Regions from separate parts of the Ovis aries genome. Here region 2 is linked to region 1. A link is a contact called in public Hi-C data. All regions are on one chromosome and are shown on one strand. The core of a region is the stretch at or near the end of the contact, and the rest is flanking DNA. Distances in the headings are between cores, read along the strand shown. Region 1 holds the start of RBX1 (ring-box 1). Region 2 holds the start of L3MBTL2 (L3MBTL histone methyl-lysine binding protein 2).

Region 1 (4,988 bases), core at 695-3,194:
AAAATGAACCGGAAGCATATCATACAGGGTCTTTTAGGCCCTTGCAAGGAATTCAGCTGAAATGTTACTCCTCATAGGGGCCTTATCTAATCGCCTGTTTTAATATTGCCTCCATCTCCCCTCAGTCTCATGACTTTTTTTGACTTATTGATACCTGCGATTTTCTGATATGTTTGTTGACTTGTATATTATTTCCCTATGAGGTGTTTGACTCTGCATCACTGTATCTCTCCCATTTACAACAAGACTCAGTACACATTCAATGAGTTTGTTGAATGAAGATACTGCTAACTCACTTCAGTCGTGTCTGACTCTGTGACCCCATAGACGGCAGCCCACCAGGCTCCCCTATCCCTGGGATTCTCCAGGCAAGAACACTGAAGTGGGTTGCCATTTCCTTCTCCAATGCATGAAAGTGAAAAGTGAAAGTGAAGTCGCTCAGTAGTGTCGGACCCTCAGCGACCCCATGGACTGCAGACTTCTAGGCTCCTCCATCCATAGGGTTTTCCTGGCAAGAGTCCTGGAGTGGGGTGCCATTGCCTTCATATGCCCTCAGTATTTTAATTTACTCTGGTTTTCCAATACTCCGGCAAGAAAACAAATAACTGAATTCCTAAAATGGAATCATTAATTTAAAAAAACTTGCTTTGTAAGGTTTCCTCTCACACAAATTTTCTATATTCTAGTCTGGTTAAAGCTGTGGTGGTGTTTCCACAGATTTGTTGTTCTTTACGATTGAGACAAGGAAACAAATCCTATTTCTTCTGGTTTAACAGTGGAGTCAACACAATCCATCACTCTTCAATTTTCTTTTAAGAGAAAACATGAGATTTCAAAAAAGTCTACACAAGATTTAAGAGTGATCGAGCAGAGTCATACCTCTGCAGGATTAGAGATGAAAAAGTGGAGCCTCGTCTAGAGATGGGAAGGTGACAGAAAGTACAGGTGCTTTTGCGGTTAAGGAATGATCAGTAAGAATAAGTGGCAAATACCTCACACAAATACTTCAAAAAGCGCAGCGACTTCAAATGCGAGGATAGCGCAACTAGAGGAAAGAGGGCCGAAATTAAGGAGAAAGATGAGCACTCGTTGAGGAATGGGAAGAGTGTGCTCAAGCGAGAGAAGATGAAATCGTGCACTTGAACCACAGACCCTTCCAGGGCGGACTGGTATATTTGGGGTAGGCTGGGGCCGGCACTTCCCAGGCTCCTAAGCCTCCTCCGTCCCCCTCTTTCAGGTGGGCAGGTGAAGGCAGGGCTGGAGAATGCCTGTTCAGTTCAGTCCTGGGGAGGACACTGGGCAGGAGGGGGAGACCATCTTCCCGCTGAATCCTGAGGATTTCCCGAATTGGAATCAGGAACTCGAACGGCCTTTCAGGGAGGGTAAGCACCTCCGCCGGGTTCAGAGCCGATCTGTATCTGGAAAGCCCAGTGTGAGGTTTCAGGTTTGGCGGCAGCAGGAGGCGGGACGCCCACCCTAGCTCCTTCCCCGGAAGAACGCGACGAGGACCGGCGGGCAGCGGGGGTTGCGCGGCGCCGGGGAACGAGAGGCGGAGCCGGTGCTGCAGGTCGCGGTGCAGGCGAAGGAAGCAGCCGCCGCCCCAGCTGAGAGTGTGGCTGGGGGCTTCCAGGGGGAAGGGCAACAAGAGCGGGTCCTTTCGAACGTCTCCACCCGGCTCGCTCGCGTCGGCCGGCCCCGCCCCGCCCCGCCCCGCCAGAGCCACTCCGGCCTCCGCCTCCTCCCGGGCAACGCGGGGTAGGTGTGTGAGGAGGGGTAGAGTGGGGGGAAAACTAGCGCCAGCGCCTTTAAGGGGCGTGGCTACACGCTCCGCCCCTACCTGCCCCTAGCGCGCCAGTAAGGGGTGGGGTGAGGGAGGAGGTGCCAGGGTGGGAGGGGAAGCGAGGCGTGCGCTGGCGCGCAGGCGCAGTAGCCGGCCGACAGACTGTGTATTTCCAAAATGGCGGCAGCGATGGATGTGGATACCCCGAGCGGCACCAACAGCGGCGCGGGCAAGAAGCGCTTTGAAGTGAAAAAGGTTGGGTCTCGCCAGCGCCTTCCTCGGGGAAGCTAGAGAGACGCGGATCTGGCTGGCAGGCCCGAGGATGACCGAAGCGCGGAGGAAAGAGCTTCATTTCAGGGCGTTCCTGGGACAGGGTACCAGGAAAGGAAGCCGGGGGGCGGGCCTTAGGATTGATCGGCGTGGCTGCGGCCCACTGTCCGGGGCGGTGTTGGTTTCGTTCAGAGGCTGAGGGGCCAATCACGGAAGTGCTTATTGAGATAGTGCGGTTACGACTTGACTGCAGGAGCCAAGCGCCTGAGCTGTCACTGGAGTGGCGGAGGGGTGGGGAAAGAGCGGGTGGGGTGGGTGGAAGCGGGGAGTCGGAGCCTTACGGCGGGTGGAGGATGGGGGCAGTGCGGCGAAAGCCGGGAACCTGAGGTCCTACCGCATTGGAGGCCTCTGAGGACCCGGGCTGGACATCTCCGTGTCTTGCCCCTGTCTGAAACTGGGAGTCTCTCTGACGGACCACGACCTGGTTTTCGCCTAACCGAGGCCTCCATTAGCCCTCTCCGGTCCTCGCCCCTGCCAAGTTAAAAGTGTCTCGAGTGTAACTCTTGGCTCTTCTGAGAGGTCTGTAGGTTTGTCACAAAGCTGCCCCGAGTCCTGCGGTCATATCCAGAAACCCCCTGTCCAAAAAAACAAAGCATGGTGGAATTTGTTAAAATGTGAGGTCAAACCTTGTGTCATTTAGCGAGAGTTGAGTACTAGTTGCGAACGACCTGGTAGAAATGGAAAAGCAGAAATGTGTGGAACGTGTCTATTTGCATGAAATGCCTTAACGGTTGTTTGCAACTATACAGTTTGGGAGAAAAGTGCCGATTCCCAACTAAGGTAAAACAAATGTACAAAATGAAGACTCTGAAATAGAGAAGATGTTCTAGACCCTGGCAGTATTCCCCCTCCTGGTGCTTTTTGTCGTTTCATTGTGGGCACTGCATGCTCAGGTACGGCCAGCAGCCATATTGAAGAATAGAAGTAGGGTTTTTTTTTTTTCCTCCAAGTTGAAGCTGTCGTGTGAAAAGTACTGAAGAAGTTACCAGACACTGAGAACTAGGCTAGAAAGAGATGAAAGTTTAGGAAGTGGCACCAGATTCGTGGATGAAAAGGAGTTTCAAAATATTTATAATTGCAGAAGTCAGAAGGTTGAGTTACTTAAATGCTACTTTTAGATAAACTCTTGCGGAAATTAAATATAACAGTCTAAGCAGATAGGAAACAAAATTCTAAAGTTTATTATGCAATTATCTTGTAAGATTTAAGAGATGACCTTGGTGTGTACTGACACTGGGTGATTGGTTATCCGCTTATCCCATGATTACCCGTTTTATGATCCAATCATCATCTTAGTTCATTCTGTTCCTTGCTTTCCCTATTCCTGCTTCCAGAGTTGCCTTTGAAGAGCAGATACTCATTTATGCAGAAATTGAGCTCTCTTGCAACTGGCAGTTTGCAGGAGAGCCTGTGCAGTAATTCACGTTTGTGATTATTAGACCTAAACCAGACACTTATACCTTATTCCTGATTTGTTTGCATTGACATGGCCACCTAAACTGTAGGTAAAAATTAAAAGATGACCTTCATTTCTGTGTTCATTTACTCGACTGTTGGGAGAATGGGTGTGCATAGTGTAGCTCTTGCTCTCTGAAATAATAAATGAGAGTAATGTACTATCCAGCAGCTCTTTTGTTTAGTGGTCCTTGTAGCCAAAAGGATGATAAGTGCAGCATGAAATCCTAGAGTGTGTCTGTGGTTTATGTGTTGTGTGTCCTTGTTACGAGGAGTGGAGTGCATTGTTCCCTGTTTTCTCTTTGCAGTGGAATGCAGTAGCCCTCTGGGCCTGGGATATTGTGGTTGATAACTGTGCCATCTGCAGGAACCACATTATGGATCTTTGTAAGTAATTGAAGGAGGATGGGGGAAGGTTGAGAAGGTTACAGAGATTGGGGCTATCCTGATGTGACCAGTTTTCTTCTTCACAAAGAATTATAGTCAGAGCATTTGGGGCCTTCTACATCTCATTTCAAATAAAGTAGCTTTTTATGATATCCTGCAGGCATACCCATCTCTCAGAATAAATCTGCTCAACCTAAAGATGGCAGGGCCGCATTTAGAATGAATTGTGGACACGCAGGTCCTGTTGACTATATCCTATTTCCCATCACGTAACCACACTCAAAGACAGAAGCAATGAAAGAAAATTAACTTTGAGCTAAAACATTCTGTCCAGCACTAGTTTTTGCTGGGGAAAATTTATGAAGAAAAGAGGCCCAAGAGTGGATTTTCAGTGTTAGCCCCAAATGTAGTTAGAGGGCATCACTGCTGACACCTCGGTAGTCAGTTCATTGCTCTAAAGAAATTTCATTTCAATTTCCACATATTTCATTACACATAGTAGGCAACACATAGTAGGTTTGGTTCTAGTTGTTGATGGAAGTTAGTATCCTTATAGTAATAGGGGCCAGAATGTTGATCACACCAGGAACAGTCATTTTTTCATCCAGATACTAAAATGGTTTGATTGAAATCAGAAATAGCACAAAGAATGTGCAGCTTTCTAGAACTGAAGTTATAACTTAGTTTTCAATGACTTACCCATCTCTCTGGGTTTCTCTTGAGCCGCTGTCCTGCTTTACTCTGGTAGTTCCTCTGATTTTCTCTGCATTCTTGAGGTGCCTGTGCTCTTGTTTAGAACCTTTATATATCCTGTTTGAATCTTCTCCATCTCTTCTCTACCACTCTCCCCCTATCTTTATCTGACTCAGCACTAAGTGTGAGTCAAAAATGCAGGCACATACATAATTTAACCTTTTCTGATACTCAATAAAGTTAAACAGATGATTTTTATTTTATCCTATATCCAGGATATTTTAAATTTCAACATGTAATCAGTATTTTAAAGCAAAATATCTTCCTTTTTTTTTGTACTAAG
Region 2 (4,988 bases), core at 1,132-3,631, 210 kb after region 1:
AGTTGGGGAATTGAGATCCCACATGCCACAGAGCAACTAAGCCAGTGCACCCGAACTACCGAACCTGTGCACTCTGGAGCCCATGTACCACAGTTACAGAGTCCATGTGCCGCAACGAAAGACCCCGCATGCTGCAACTAAAACCGAGTGCAGCCAAATAATTTTTTTTTTTAATTTCAGGGTTTATATTTCTAACTCAGGACTCTCTGGTGAACTCCACTACCTTCTTGCCCTCTTGGAGGCATATCAGGCTAAGCAGAACTCCTAATTCCCTCTATTCAACCATCCAAACTCACTTATTCCTTGTACAGTTTTTACCCACTACAGAACATGGTCAACCCATCTGACACATTTACCCAGTCATTCTGGATTCCACCGTCTTCCAAACCTACTCCATACAATTAATTACTGCCTCCAAAATACTTCTCAAATTCTTCTACTTTTCTGCACGTCCTCTAAGTCTGCCCTGGTCCAAGTCACCAGCATCCCTCCCCTGGATCAGCACAGGAGCCTTCTAAGTGGTCCCCCTGCTGCTCCCTTGATCTACCTCCAACACACTTTCCATGCAGCATCTAGAGAGTGAGCTCTTAAAACAAAATCTAAACAATCTACTTATTTCCTTAAAAATCTTTACAGGTTTGTGGTTACATTTTTCTGCCAACTAGGGCCCTTTACCTCCTCCTCTAAATTCTTTGTCTGGGAACTTCCCTGATTGTCTATTGGCTCAGACCCCACAATCTCAATACAGGGGGCCCAGGATTGATCCCTAGTTCAGGAACTAGATCCCACATGCCACAGTTAAGAACTCAAATGCCTCAACTAAAGCTCCTTCATGCCACAACTAAAGATCCCCCATACCACAATTTAGACCTGGTGTAGTCAAATAAAAAAATACATAATTTTTAAAAATATAGGATACCTTTTGGTGGCAGAAGAACCAACAGTACTCGTGGACAGCATGGGTATGTGGTTGGAGGTAGAAAGTCTTGAAGAAAGCAAATAAATTAAGAAAGACTTTCACATGTATCTAGTGGACCTCAAATTTAGAAATATATTTAACACATGTCAAGGCCTACTTATTATATTTAGATTCTCAATTAAGAGTATAGTATAGCATAGGCAAAGAATTTGGAATAAATCTTGAATTCCAATCAAATGTGATCTTAGAAAGTGTCTAAACCCAAAGGGCCACTGTTTCCTCATTTGTGAAACAGTGACTGATTGTCCCTGATTTAAGATGTTTGTAAAGCTCCATGATAGAATTTCCTTGATGGCTCAGTGGTAAAGAATCGCCTGCCAATGCAAGAAACAGGGTTCTGATCCCTGGTCCGGGAAGATCCCACGTGCTGTGGAGCAATTAAGCCTGTGTGCCACAACTAATGACCTTGTGTCCTAGAGCTGGTACTCTGCACCAGAGAAGCCACGGCAATAAGAAGCCCACGAATTGCAAGGAAGAGTGGCCCCCACCTTACCCCCACCTCTCTGCAACTGAAGTCCACACAGCAAGGAAGACCCAGCACAGACAAATAAATGAATATATATTTTTTTAAAGCTCTACTACAGCACCTAGAACTGTGAGTAAGGACGGTTGTGGGTCCTTAAAGACCGTTGTGGGTCCCAAAAGAATGAGGCAGAGAGCCTCATATCTGAGGTTTATTTCAGGAGATGGTGATGCAAGGTAGAGTGTTGCAGAATTTTAAGCATGTGGGACATTTATACCATTGGACCTAAGAGTGAGTATTCCAGTTTCTGCCTAAACAGGGAACAGTCTCTCTGCTAGGCATCCCCGCACTAGGGCACGTTTAATTTCTCATCAGGGAAAGGGCGAGGTTTTTCCTGGAGGGTGCCTGAACAGTACTTTCTTACGTGAAGTCACTCAGTCGTGTCTGACTCTTTGCGACCCCATGGACTGTAGCATACCAGGCTCCTCCCTCCATGGGATTCTCCAGGCAAGAGTACTGGAGTGGGTTGCCATTTTCCTTCTCTAGGGGATCTGCCCGACCCAGGGATCGAACCCTGGTCTCCTGCATTCCAAGGCAGACGCTTTAACCTTTGAGCCACCAGGGAAGGTTGCTAGTACCTTCTTAGGTACTCAATAATTGTTTAATGAAGAACGGAGTCGGTGTGATAGCAAGAGGTTACCGTGGAGAAACAAGAACTATCCTCCCGGGTCAGGCAGGTCTGGGGCGGGGAAATTTTCACGGCGCCACAGCAACGACCCCCTCCACGCGCAGCCCAAAGGAAACTACAAGTCCCATAAGCACCCGCGGCTTCCCCGCCTCCAGGGGAGGCGGGGCTCAGGCCAGCGCGGAACCGGCTTTACCTCTTTCCTGCAGCGTGATTGGCCTTCGGCCCTGGGAGGCGGCCAATGAGTAAGCTCCGGGAGAGCGGCGAGGCCAATATGGCTTCCTGCACCTGGTGACGGTTGAAGAAACTGTGTTAGGTCTCATGGAGAAGCCCCGGGGCGTCGAGGTGAGAGGGAGAGGACTTCTCGGAAAGGGAACCCCGAGAGCCTCGCTCGGTGGGCCTTTGAGCGACGCCTGGAGGGTGGAGGATGGAAGAATGGATAAACAGGTAGTTAGGCTGAGCAAGGCCAGAGGCGATTGGCATCGCCTTTTGCTCCCGTTCTCCTGGGTCCGAGTGAGGTTGAGGGAAGAACAGCTTCACTGGCCTGGGGGAAGAGGAACTGGGTTCAGGATATGAGAGCTCCTGAATCTTCCTTCTCCCCCTTGTCTCATGGTGGCCTCTTTAGGGACTGTGAGGCCTGTCACATCCTGGTGGGAAGTAAAGGAAGATTAAAGTTTAATAAACACTCCGTATCTGGAGCGTTCTCGTGCGTTATCCCACAGTAACAAGTCCTGTGTTATTGTCTGTTTTTTATGGATCATGCACCTGAGGCTTGGAGAGGGTAGTGCCACTCCCCAGGAGGGCCACGCAGCTGTAAAGTGAAGGAGATGGGCACTAAGTCTGTCAGGTTCCAAAACTCTCCCTGTTTTGCTTTTCCCATTCTTCCCACCACCTGCAACCCATATATCCTTTCATCATTTGGCTTCTGGTTACCTTATATTTGAATGTCCTTTCTGGCACATTTGCATATGTAGTGTAAATATAAAGTGGAATCGCTCACAAACTCTCCGAGAGTCAAGAAGAATCATCATCAGTGTAGAGTGTGAATGATAACTCCCAGTTTCAGAGCTGTCACTGACTGCTGGGAACAGAACTAGGCTTTACATAGCGCCTGGGTGCGCACAGCAGCACTCTAAAGAAGGCTTGTTACAGCCATTGTACTGATGGAGAAACCGAGAGCCCTAAGTAGGAGAGCCCGGATTCCAGCTCCGGCATATCCGATTTGAGTGCCTGTGCTTTTAACCAGTAATGATCACCAGCATTTATTGAGCACTTGCTGTTTGCATGTCACTATTCTGAGTGCCTTTCCCATAGTAACCCTTACTTCTCCCCCAAAGCCTATGAAATAGGTGGAATTGTCCTCATTTACAGATGGGGAAACCGAGGCACTGAGATTGAACTGCTGCAGGTCATATAGTAGGGATGGTTTTGGAGTCTTGGCCTAGAGCCCAAACGCTTCACACCTTTTCTGCTACATGCCACGTAGATTCATATAGAATACCTCATTTCACATTGCACATCTTTTGAACCAATTTTTTTTGTTGTTGTTTTATAGATGAGAAAAATGAGACCCAGACAGGTTAAATAACTTGCCCAAGGACCCACAGCTAGTTAGGATCAAGGCTAGGTCCAAAGCTAGGTATGTCCCACAGTGCTAGTATGTCATTTGCCTCAAATCCTCTTTAGGGCAGTCTGGGCCCCAAATTAACTTTCGTCTGACTTAAATTGTTTTTGAGTTGAAATTACTTTGGTGTATACCTGCTGAAGGGGGAAGAATGAGTTTCTGGAATACATCTTTTCCAGAATGTCTTCACGAAGCACCATGCTTAGTATATTTTCACATCACTCTGTTCTGTGTGAATTGTGGTAAAATGTCGTCATGTATAAATCCGCAGAGGACCCTGGTGAATTCCTAATACATGTTTCTGTCTGGCTAAGGTATTCTTTTGACTTGCAGTTGAGAAAGGTATAAACAAGAGTAATGATCCTGGTGTTTACGAAAGGGGTGTTTGATTGTACCTGCCGCTCGGCCCAGAAGCGTTGACTTGACCAGGACCTGGAAAGGGAGTTGATAGCAGACCTGCAGTTTCCCTTGTCTTACAGTAAGCCAACCACGATTGCTCCTGCCTGCTTTGTGTCATCCTTTTCCTAGGAGACTCCGTCTTCAGAACCGATGGAGGAGGAAGAGGAAGACGATGACCTGGAGCTCTTCGGCGGCTATGACAGCTTCCGGAGTTACAACAGCAGTGTGGGCAGTGAGAGCAGCTCCTATCTTGAGGAGTCAAGTGAAGCAGAACATGAGGATCGGGAAGCAGGGGAGCTGCCCACCTCCCCGCTGCATCTGCTCAGCCCTGGGACGCCCCGGTCCTTGGACGGCAGTGGTTCTGAGCCAGGTGCCTTCAAAGTGTCCCCCAAAGATAGGGAGGTTTCAGAGGCTATGGATGGAGAGGCAGATGTAGGCCAGGTGGGCGGAGCCGTCCAGGTGTAAAGGGCTCTTTGATCTGATGTCTAAGGACCTGTGAGAGAGACAGAGGCACCCCAAGTATCCCCAAGGGTCATTTCAGTCTGATTTCAAGTTGTGATTTCATTCTTTTCTCACAATTAATATTCATTCAGCACATATTAGATGCCGATCATTAACATGGTGGTGCTTTTGCGTTTGTGTAAATAATAATAGTTGGTGGATTTCTAAGCCTGGGTCTTGAGAATATACGACACCTAATGTGATCTGGTTACTCTCTGGGAAGGGACAAGAAATAGCTCGTGAGTCGGAAGTGAGAGGCAAGGAAATACAGAATTAAGTGACCTCCAGGTAAGAGGATGAGGGCAGATAAGAATCCCTGTGAATCATCTGGAAGCCA

Evidence for each region. A called contact is a pair of places that touch in the nucleus more often than the background predicts.
Region 2: a Hi-C map of blood shows a contact between it and region 1, with 2.1 times the contacts expected there. The contact joins the promoter of L3MBTL2 here to the promoter of RBX1 in region 1. A contact is called at or near these places in 5 of 16 Hi-C or Micro-C datasets (blood, hypothalamus, liver and 2 more).

The regions. Positions count from the first base shown.
Region 1 is chr3:217,981,129-217,986,116 of ARS-UI_Ramb_v3.0, forward strand. RBX1 (ring-box 1) reads left to right here and starts at 1,945. Exons shown (of 4, transcript XM_060413580.1): 1 at 1,945-2,035; 2 at 3,874-3,952. The coding sequence starts at 1,958. LOC132659503 (a long non-coding RNA gene) reads right to left here and starts at 4,730. Exons shown (of 2, transcript XR_009600037.1): 1 at 4,652-4,730; 2 at 1-2,685.
Region 2 is chr3:218,192,287-218,197,274 of ARS-UI_Ramb_v3.0, forward strand. It overlaps L3MBTL2 (L3MBTL histone methyl-lysine binding protein 2), which reads left to right and starts at 2,382. Exons shown (of 16, transcript XM_060413582.1): 1 at 2,382-2,472; 2 at 4,280-4,520. The coding sequence starts at 2,449. It overlaps LOC121819233 (a long non-coding RNA gene), which reads right to left and starts at 2,422. Exons shown (of 3, transcript XR_006059484.1): 1 at 2,324-2,422.